Regions from separate parts of the Oryzias latipes genome. Here region 2 is linked to region 1. A link is a contact called in public Hi-C data. All regions are on one chromosome and are shown on one strand. Each heading gives the region's core, a stretch centred on a gene start, on an enhancer-like site or on the middle of the called end of the contact. The rest is flanking DNA. Distances are from core to core; before and after follow the strand shown. Region 1 holds the start of msc (musculin). Region 2 holds the start of tram1 (translocating chain-associated membrane protein 1).

Region 1 (5,549 bases), core at 1,719-4,218:
CTTTGCACCTTGTGCATTTTAATGTGAAAACTTATAACCAACAAGCTGTGCTTCATCAGGCTGTAAACACTCACTTTCTTCATGCAACAATTGGGGGGGGGGGTCTTCTTTCTGGAGATTACCTGTAATTCAATTACAGTTTTGGCAAGAAAAAACAAACAAACAAACCATCTGGAGTTTAAATGAGCCTAGAAAAATAAAATACAAAGAGGGGAGGGGGGCATACAAAGAAGCTGTTGAAACTGTGATTGAAGGTTAAATATTGCTGCTTGGTAATTTATGTGTCAAATGAGTTATTGTTAGCCAAACAAGAAGATAGATTTTTGTTGAACTGGATGTTAATTTGTGAATGAATGTTAGTTTTTATGATGCACTCAGTGTTGCCTTTCTTGCAAACTGTTGTGATGCTTTATGTGCCTTCTGCCCTGCTGGACCCTTTGAAGCAAATTGATTCACTTCACCAAATAAAATGTATCCCTGCTGATGAAACAAGATGACTTTAAACTCATCCATTACAGTTTTTATTCTTATATTTCAAATGCCTTTTCTTTTTTTTTTTTTTTTACTTTGTTTCATTTACTTTGAAGGTCCCAGTTGACATCGACTGTGGTCTCTTTGCACCACACAAACAAATGCAAAAAGACATTAAACCAAAAAAGGCACAATAAATTGTGATTTTAATCCATATAATCCCATTGTGCAATTGAAACTAAACTGCCTACATTAAGTTCACAAATTAAAGAATTTTCTTATTTGCTTGAGCATGAAGCAAACGACATGTTTTCTTCTTCACATTATTGTGTTTTGTCATGAATAATGCCATAATAATGATGAATAATTCAGCAATAATTTCAGAGATAGACTCCAGATCCTAACAGATGCTGCCTCTGACTTGTGCACTGGCCTCTTTACATGTGTCCTCCAAAGAGCTTAACGTGCTGCAGGCACGAGTGGATTCATGGGAATCGTGAGAGTTCGGAAGGGAAAGTGCAGCTTGTGACATCATGAGGCTGCACCTGTCCCCCTGCTCCTCCAGCGCAGGCCTCTAATAGAGTTCAGGACCCCTGAAAGTCTTTGCTGATAGACAAATGCTGGCTCGCTCTTCATGTCAAGCTTAAAGTGTTATTTACTGCTGTTGGCCTGGAATTTAATTACCCTTGGGGCAAATGCAGCAACCATAAAACTATCAATAACCGTGCTGTTTTAGACAATATTTTTGTTCTGGACTCAAAGAGCGACATGTACAGAATGATGAACGAGGGCAGTATCTCCGCTTCTTTCGTGCTGACAGTGAATGAAGGAGCAGGTTGAAATGTGTGACATGCAGCAACAGGATTTTGCTGCATTAAAAAAAAGAAGGCAGTTTATCAAATAAGTAATAAATCTAAGAACAGAATCCCTTAGCTATCACTCCTCAAAGATGTCAGTTGGTCTGTTCAACTCGAGGTGGTGACTTGCCTAAAAAATCGGATGGATTGCTGACATACTCAAGAAAATGCTGAAAGTCCAGGAGCCTTCTAAAAAACTTCATCCATAGTGTGAACTTGGTTGAAGCACTTTCCTAACTTTTCCTACAGGACAATAAAAAATGATCTAAAGCCTGTTTTAAACAGCCAAAAGAAATGTTGCTCATAAAGTCTAAACAAAATAAAAATATCTAAAGGTGTGCATTCTGCAAGATCAAGCCTCTCTCATAATCTTATGCCATTCCTATTGTACATTTTGGAATGACAATTAAAGGCAGAGATCTGGAGTTTTCTTGGAGTCTCCTCAGAAGGAAAAAACTTTGTGATGGAGCTGCATCACAGTACTGTTTCAATATGCTTTTAATGGCATGAAAACTTACATTTATCCAAATTTTGAAGCATCCATCCATCATCTTCTGCTCATCCGGAGTCAGGTCTCAGATGCCCGACCTCCCTTTTCACAGAAACGTCCTCCCGTTACACATGGAGGAAGGACTCCCAGATTTGCCCAGGCCTTCCAAGACCCTCCAGTGAGTCCTGGGGCCTTTTCTTTGTGGGTCACACCCAGAATACCTCCGAAGGGCAGGTGGCTTGGACGCGCTCCAAGGAACTGGATTGTAAAATCTCTGATTCAGGAGGAACAGTGCAGTTCTCATTGCAAAAGTAGAACAGCAATCAGCTCTCATGCAGAGTTCCTGAAGGTTCAGAAGAGCGTTTCCATCAAATCCACAAGCGCTTTATGGATTTGGAGAAAGTCTTCAATCTTGCCCCTCACTCAGTTTTATGGGAGGTCCTCTGGGAAAACAGGGTCAAGGGTTCCCAATGAGGACTGTCTGATCCCTGATCAACCAGAAAAGCAGCTTTTCTCCTATTGCTGACAGTTAATCAAACTTTTAACAAAAACTCTTAAAATCTTACATTGGGTTCTTCTAAGGGCCTTGTTATTTCTCAGAATGAAAAGAATAAAATTATCTTTGTTACACAATGAGAGTGAGGGGCCTCCTCACATCTGCCATGCCCTGGTCATGCCAACACTCCAGATGTCATGGGAACTGAAAACAGCTGGGGCTGTTGCATCCAGACTGCGTGTGAATGTCTGCTCCATCTGCAGAAACCCAATACTTCTGTGAAACCAGCAGCGGATTAAACACTTTTGATAAGGTCCCCAAGACATTTCTATCACAAAACCTCCTGCAAGACTAAAATGCTTCATCTGTCTTTACTGCCCAGTTATCCTTTTGAAGTTTGGTTCTTTCACCTTGAAAGTCACGTGTGTCTGTGATATTATAGTTTATGTGTCTATGTCCCAAACAGGCCAGTAATTGACAGGGCTCAGACCAATTATTCAGCATGGAGATGGACAACTGAAGGCTGAGTTGTGGTCTTACTGAGGTCATGAAGGCTTGGAGAGAGGGGCAGGGCAAATTCAGAGCCAAAACTGTACATGTGCCAGATCAAGAGCACTTAAATAAGTGGAGTTACCAACCAAGAGGGCATGTTTAAGAAGGAGCTCATCTTATTCGAATATATTTAGGATTTCAGCCAAAAAGTTCACAAGTTAAATTTGAAGCTGTTGACTTGTTTACCCGTGATAAAGATCTTATCAGCAGGAGGCTTTAAACTTTCAGTCTCTGCGCCTTCAGGGCGCAGCTGGAGCGGTCATGTCCACTGGCTCTGTTGCGAGTGATGCGGATGAAGTGCGTCACAGGAGGACTGCCGTCCTTTGCAAGAGCCCAGCGAGGAAGACAATTACCCGCTTCCCCCCCAGCCGGCGTTCCGAAGAGGTGCTGGACAGTGACAGTGTGGGAAGGAGGATCAAGCCGGAGCGCCGCGCGCTCTCCAGAGCGCATCACAAGGAGACGCGGCGGATGCAGAGAAACGCGGCCAATGCGCGAGAGAGGGCGAGGATGAGAGTGCTGAGCAAGGCCTTCTCCAGACTGAAAACCAGCCTGCCCTGGGTCCCGGCGGACACCAAGCTGTCCAAACTGGACACTCTACGGCTCGCCTCCAGTTACATTTCCCACCTTAGACAGCTACTGCAGGATGGACGCTTTGAGAGCAGCTTTGCGCATCCAGTGAATCTGGTATGAATCCAGAAGGCATGAAAGACAGCAGGAAACAACTTTAAAACTCTATTATAAACCTTTTTTAGAGCTGACTAAAGTAAATAACAATTTACGAATGGTGTGTTTTTGTCCTGTCATTTACAGTAATATGTTTGCGTTTTTTTAAAGAAAACTCAAAAGCACCAACAGTTTTATGAGTTGATTTTATTTGCAATGAACTCGTTGATGACTTGTTTTTGCAGACATGGCCTTTTATGATGACTGGACGACCAGAAGAAGACATTTCAACTCCAGTGAGACTCTGCGGGGCAACAGCATAGATCCCCAGAGGTGCTGCGCCTATCCCACAAGATCATCTCCAAAGAGCTGTTACCCTTGTTTTAATATTATTCTTGTGCATGCATCACTTTTTAACTTTTTTTATTTTAAATGCTGTTACTTTCATTAGTTTTCTTCATAAACGTTCACAACACATTAGAATATCTTGATGATTTACAAAATTTCCAGGTTTATTCAGGATCATTCTTGATTGAAAAAGCTTTACAAATAAGCTGCTCTCCTGAACACTTTCTCTAATCACTGTTTCACCCGCTTACTTTGTCATACTACCATCAAAACTGACATTTAGTGTCAATATATTTATTTTTTGTAACAAATAAAAAATAATAACTGCTATTTGTGTGTCTAAACTTTGGATTTTGGAACTGAATCACAAACAGGCCTCTCCTTCAGGCTCAATGTGAATAGATCAATCGATAGGGGGCGCTCTATGCCTCTGTGTTGAGCCTAATTTGATGATACCAATGCCTTTTTTGCCATGACGTATGATAAAAAGCTGTATATTATGGTAGACAGTCGTCAGAACATTAGGTTAGATTAACTACATTTTAATTTTAAGCAGATGAAAGCATTTTCTTCTCCTTATCATGGTGTTTTATGCAAAACAAAGAAAGTGTCATGCATGCAGAAACTGAAAGTTTTAAGATCCAAAGTGCTTTCCACTCCATTTGTATCATTCATGATTATGAGGTTTTGGTTTAAATGATGACAAAATATTTAAAGTTTTTTTCTTTTCTATATAAATTTAAAAGAAAAAAAAGCCTTTGGGGAAAAATCTAAAGTCGAGTGTAAAAACCGGATTTGTAAGTCCCAGTTGCACATAAAAACACTTGTGAGTATCCATGCTCCCTCACTCCAACAGATAACAGTGATCTCTTGATCCAGAATTCCTTTCCTCCTGTTAAACCCCAAAACGATGTGAGTACAGATGGATTGAGACCCAGGCTGAGGCGGTCTGCAGGGACAGACTAACAAAAACAGTTTTAATGGAGAAAGAGATAAAGGGAAGAGAGAGGGTCTTGTCAACAGGTTAATGTGGAGCTGCAGCTGTTGCAGTGTTGGTGAGTTTCCCAGAATCCTCAACCGCTCCCCAGGGAGAAAACAGCCATTCTGCTGGACGTAGGCAGCTAATGAACTGCTTTTTCATATGCAGCCCACTTCTGCTTTTGTATGATGCATTTTAAGAGAAGATGACTTGTAAATGTCAAGGTGACAGCTAGAAAAAGGGGTGGTATGAATCAAAGCAGGACAGGTCAACAAAACACCAAGATGTTTGAGAACGGAAAATCTGCAGCATAGTTGATCTCAGTTAAGTTGAGCTGAAAGCTGAAGGACACCAAGACCCTGCTGGAATGGCGTGGCTGTAGCTAGGAGCTTTAGAGCTCATAATGTGGGAGATGTTACAGGGCTGACATCTAGTGCCGAGGATGTGAACACAATCCTAAATCATATCATAGAAGATTTGGGAAGGCAAAGCAAAACGGAAGGTTTGATGAGCTCAAATGTCTAAGATCATAAAAGTTTGGTTTTGGAGCAAAAATTCTGTCTTATACAACACTTCATCATTATTTATTTATGTGGGACTAGTTGAGCAACAATAAACCACTGTAATAACCAAAAACAAGGACGTTTGGGGAAAAGTTTACTTGCCGATTCTAAACTCTTCTAAAATGTTTAA
Region 2 (5,549 bases), core at 986-3,485, 160 kb after region 1:
CTCCTTAATAATTTGCAGGTACATTACATAAAATTCTACTTAAGATGTAATCATTTTATACAGTGTGTATGTTACCTGAAAATGGTGCCCAAGCCAAACAAGTGCACAGCAAGCCCAGCTTTAAGTGTCTTTGGCTCCTCATCATCATCCCTGTACCAGACATAGCTGAAGGGTTGGGTGGACAGCGTTCCAGTGACGACAAACATCATCGTCATTCCACCCCACAAGTACTGGCCGTTTTTGATGTAGTTCACAAACAGAGAGATGTCTGTCACTATGTCCATAATATATAAACAGAATCCAAAAAAATATAATACTGTGGACCACGGAATATTCATCTTCTGTAGGACGTTCTCTCTCGAAAAGGCACACATTTTCTTCTAGATCTGGGGTGGAATCTTGCGATTACACTTTTTAAAATGTATTTATTTTTTTGTTAATTCTTTCCAATAGGGTCCATCTGAAAAAACAAAACAGGAGAGAAAACTACTTTTTAAAAACAAGAGTAGATTTTTTTAGTGAACTTTCAACAGCTTTGAAGACACATTAAGCAGAAAAAAAACAACCTTTGCCTACGTCTGAAAAAACAGATAAGGCTTATTTGTTCTTTAGGACTTGTCACAATGAGTTAATCAATCTCTCATAAATGATAAAACTAACTTATATAATAAGAAATAGTCAGACAACATTGTAAACATGGAAAACACTAGGAAACCATGGGTATCACATAAGATGCACAATATTATTTCTTGCCACAAGGATGAAATAATATGATGTAATTTGTTCCCCTAAGTCAAAACGTCTAATTTATTTTCATTTCTAACTGTATTTATTATCAAGAACTTAATTTAAATAACCCCAAATAAAGAGCAATCTCCTTTCAAGAATATTTCTATATTTAAAAAATATGAAGTTGTCAATTAATAATTACAAAGTCCCATTTTTTCCACTCAAAAGTCTATAACAATAGTTCAAAAAAGGGTTCTTGACTTACTGGTGTGTCTTGTCCGATGCAGAAGAGATGTATGAAACAGTACCATTCTGCTTTTACACTTTTATTTCTCTGAAAGGATGTGATAAGTCCCACCTCTGTCAGGCTCTGAAGTCCACACAAATTGTGCAACACATCTTGTGACTGGCTTCATGTAGGTGTGTGAGCCTCGGTCATACATCTATGCCACTCCTGAGAACTTGGAGAACATGTGATTACCTCAGATTCCAGCAGTTCATTGATGCAATGCTATGGTTTTTGCTGACAGGTTATGTGAGTGAAACAGGAAACTCCTACCTTCTGATTGCCCTGTTGGTCAGAATAGTCCCACTTCCTTGAATTGCTTTACTTTAAATCAAGTGATTACAAGAAATGTCATTTTCTATGCCACAAAGTTTAAAAAAATGTGCAAAAAATTTGATCCAACTTTAAAATTAATGCTAAACTAAAACTTTACGGGTGAGTTGACATTTTTTATGATATGGTAGTGTCATATATTAAGAAATACGTTACAAGTAAAACTTATTATAGTAACTTAGTGTGAAGTTCCTCATTTTACAACTACAAAGGGATTGCATTTCCTATATTTTCAAATGCATTTGTTCTCAAACTTCTTTCAAGATGAATTTTTTACACTTGATACTTAAACATGTTATGGCAGCTGAATGGCACAGTTGGCTGCGGGCAGGACTGGGAAACCAGAGTTTTTTTTCCCAGGGGGTACCACAAGCTGAATGAATCTAGTGTGGGTCCTTAGGCAAGATCCTTCACACTGCAGTCTATGTAGCCACAAGGAGGCCTTGGTCTAGGTCTCCGTTTGTCAGACCCCAAACTTGATAAAAATACAGGGTTGGATCAGGAAGGCCATCCTGTGTAAAACTGTCTGCCTAACCATATGTGCGGATCACTGAAAGCTGTGGCGACCCCTGAGGGGATATGCCGAAAGGTGAACGACATACTAAAACATGTTATCTTATAAAATGAGATGGCTAAAATCAAGCACACTGCCACAAATAGGGATCTGATCATTTAGTCATCGGCTCATTTAAAAGAATGAAATGGTAAACATTTAATTTGTTTATGTTGTATCCCGCCTTTTCACAAATCAAACCTTTAGTAGGGCTCCAAGATGAAGTGAAACAGAAAGTACTGGGGTAAATTACAAAGTGCTTTTGCAGGAGGCGTGCTTGTCCTGACCCTCCTGGCCTCTAGGGGGCAGCAGAGAGCCCCAACTGTTTTGTCTGGAGAAAGTCGTAGAGCCTCCCACTAACAGAAGAGTGACACGCCATTCAATCGCCGCCTTTCCCTGCGACTAAAGGAAGCAGACGAAGCTTGGAGGTTTCTTCCAGAGAAGGTTTACCATCCTGTCTACTAGAAGAGAAAACTCGTGTGCACCTCGTACAATAAGAGTTTCGCGAACTGCGTCGACATGGGAATCCGAAAAAAGACGGCAAGCAAAAACCCTCCAGTGCTAAGCCACGAGTTTGTCATCCAGAACCATGCAGATATTGTTTCTTGCGTTGCTATGGTGTTCCTCCTCGGGCTGATGTTTGAGGTGAGTCTTCTACACGGTAAACGACTTTGTTTTTAATCCGCACGCGGAGAGTGCCGAATATTATTTCCCCATCTCTGTCTGTCTAATCTGACATGGCTGTCTGCCTGATCTAGTCTTTCACTACTTCCTCCCGTTAGCGAAACTTTTCTGTTCGGGTTGGCCTCGTGTTGTTTGCGTTTGTGCTAATATGCCTCTTTTTTTAGGATATTCTTATAGTTTTAGGCAATAAAGCAACGTAGAAAACCAGCGCCCGATTTCCATCTGGCTGCCTGCTTCAAATGTAAATATTTATATCCGTTAATCAAGTCCCGCCGTATGGTATTTTTAAAAAATACTTATTATTATTGTTTGCAAATGTATTATGACAATACTCGAGCAGCATTTCTGAAATACTTTGCTAATCCCAAAGGGTTGGAGTATTCTGCAATACTCTTCTTCATGCTTAGTTTGTGCGTAGAGATGTCTTACGTGGCAATCATACAACGGTTAGTTGGGCTGTCAATGAAGAAATCCGCTATCACAAATCCCTAAAGTTGTCTTTGTATCTAAATGGCGCTAAAAGTGCTGCGGGTTTACTACAGACAATAAACGTGCTTTGGTATTGGTTTTCCTAATACATCTGTAAGTACACGTATTCAATCTAACGCATTGTTGATCTACGGCGGAAGGCAACGCAGCCGGAGTCCAGTTTGCTACATTTAGAACTACTTCCTGTTTGTGGTTTTCAAATAAAATTATTCGTGAATTAAAGTCGGCCTTAAATTTTCTTTCTATGCCACCAAAGTAGTATAATAATTTCATATAAGTGTTAGATTTGTAGCAATTTAATGTTAATCGATACACCTATCGTCCAAAATGTATACGTTGCATGCAAAATAGTTTTGTTGTGAAAGTCTAATTCAGCAGTTCCGGTTTAACTGCGTAGACGCTATTACTTTTTTCTGATTTACCCATTAACTTGCCTCCAATTTTTTCACATCGTAATGTTGCGCCTCCCTCTTTTAAAATGCGTCTCAGGTTTAATCCTTAAAACCAATTTGCCGTTTTGCAAGCGCGTGTTCATAAGTGTTTCCCCATATTTAACTAAACAGTTGACAAACACACAAAGGTATTGCAGTATTTTCTTTTGCGTAATTCGCAAGTAGACTTTTGGCTGCAATTAAATAAAGACCATAAAAATGTTTTCTTCTCAATAGTGTGTTTTTACACCTTTTTATATTCTTCCTCTCTAGGGTATTTTCAAATATTACACTATTCTATCCTAGTTTAAAGCTTGCTTTTTAAATCTACTCTAAGCACATTTTCTAGTCTTGACTCTCAAGTTAAGTTAAAGATGTGAGTAAGATGTTTTTTTTAGTGATATTTATGATCCTATAAGTCTAAAACTATATTCCAGATCTTGTGTGAACAATTCTATCAAGATGTATAGATGTAGAATAAAATAATGTTGCACGGTCATGCCGTCAATCATTAACTTTTAAATGTATTTTCTTCACAGATCACTTCAAAGTTTGCAGTTATATTCATAACTGTCCAGTACAATGTTACCATATCAACAAATGGTAAGTGATTTTCATTTGAGAAAGAGCTTTTTTAAAGTTTTTAGGTGAAGTGATAAACCTATTTTTATTTCTCCAATCTGAAAGATTCTCATTTACATTCTGGAGCGGCGTTCCTATGACCTTACTAAAACTCATTTGAGTGCTCTTCTTCTTTCCTCCTTTGAAACTAAATATAGGCTGTCTGATTTATAAAATTCTCCTTTAGCAAGGTTGCACTGGGGATATTTCAATCCAAGTGAAATATAGGCCACACCATTCACAATCCTGCTCATTTAATGTTCGTTTGCCTCTTTGTCAGGCTCAAACACAGTGAAAAGCCTGTGTTGTGCAAGCTGTTAGCTAGTCATCTGTAAAATCTAACCATGCAACATATGCCCCACCTGAACCTAAGAAAACAAATAGTTGTGGCACTTAAATCTTGCCAGATAACTTTTTTTTGCTGAATCCCTAATTATCTCCTCTCTGTTTCTGTATACTCTCCAGAATTTAAAGACCCATTCTGATTGTTGGTGTTTTTATTAACATGCTCTTGTGGCATTTTTCTGATGATGGAGGACATGTACAAATAAAATTAAACTCAAAATGGCAGTTCTAAGTATTTCTTTAATCAAATTGTTGTGAGTCGAGAGCTTATTTGCAATTTCGAAAATAAGCTGGGTGGACCACAAACTCTGCTTTAACAGAGAGCTCTCACCAATGGTCTGGTAAAGGGGGGTGGGAATGCTCCACTCCAACTCAGAGGAGAATTTCTAATGAAATCCTGCCGCTTTGCAGAAACTATGTCCCATCAGATTTTTGGATTTTGTCTTAAAACGGCATAACCATTATCAAGATTACTGGGAACACTTGTAAACTTAAAACTTCTTTGGTCCTAAAAACTGTAATTACATGAGAAGAACCATGAATAAAAATCCTTTTTGTTGTTTTATTCCTTTGTGTAAATGCATTTCTGCATTATGGGGGAGTTTGAGTGTGCATGTCCTGTTTGTGCCACAGAAGGGTCAGAAGAGACCGCAGTGAACCACTTCCACCATGGCATCAAGGACCTAGCCACCATCTTCTTCTACATGCTGGTGGCCATCATCATGCACGCCATCATCCAGGAGTATGTGCTGGATGTAAGTCAGAACCTCTCTCACCTGGACATTATTGGAGTCTTAAAATATCAGACTTAACTAAACTCATTTGGTTTCTTTTTATTTTTTCAGAAACTAAACAGGAAAAAGCACTTCTCCAAAACCAAACACAGTAAATTCAACGAGTCAGGCCAGCTGAGCGCCTTCTACCTATTCTCTTTTTGTTGGGGCACGAGCATCCTGCTTTCTGTAAGCAAACTGTAAGCTAAGTTTCTCAGTTCATGTATGACAATGTATCTAAAAGCTTGCATGTTCTCAGGAAAACTTCCTGTCCAATCCTGTGTCTTTGTGGGAGGGCTACCCAC

What was found. A called contact is a pair of places that touch in the nucleus more often than the background predicts.
Region 2: a Hi-C map of embryo shows a contact between it and region 1, with 2.3 times the contacts expected there. The contact joins the promoter of tram1 here to the promoter of msc in region 1. A contact is called at or near these places in 5 of 5 Hi-C or Micro-C datasets (embryo, fibroblasts and gastrula embryo).

Annotation. Positions count from the first base shown.
Region 1 is chr20:16,374,041-16,379,589 of ASM223467v1, forward strand. It overlaps msc (musculin), which reads left to right and starts at 2,969. Exons shown (of 2, transcript XM_004081026.4): 1 at 2,969-3,550; 2 at 3,775-4,207. The coding sequence starts at 3,128. The coding sequence ends at 3,852. It overlaps trpa1 (transient receptor potential cation channel subfamily A member 1), which reads left to right. Exons shown (of 28, transcript XM_023950382.1): 28 at 1-492.
Region 2 is chr20:16,535,191-16,540,739 of ASM223467v1, forward strand. tram1 (translocating chain-associated membrane protein 1) reads left to right here and starts at 2,236. Exons shown (of 11, transcript XM_004081029.3): 1 at 2,236-2,546; 2 at 4,045-4,108; 3 at 5,105-5,226; 4 at 5,317-5,433; 5 at 5,504-5,549. The coding sequence starts at 2,421. xkr9 (XK-related protein 9) reads right to left here and starts at 1,554. Exons shown (of 4, transcript XM_004081253.4): 1 at 995-1,554; 2 at 76-460. The coding sequence starts at 374.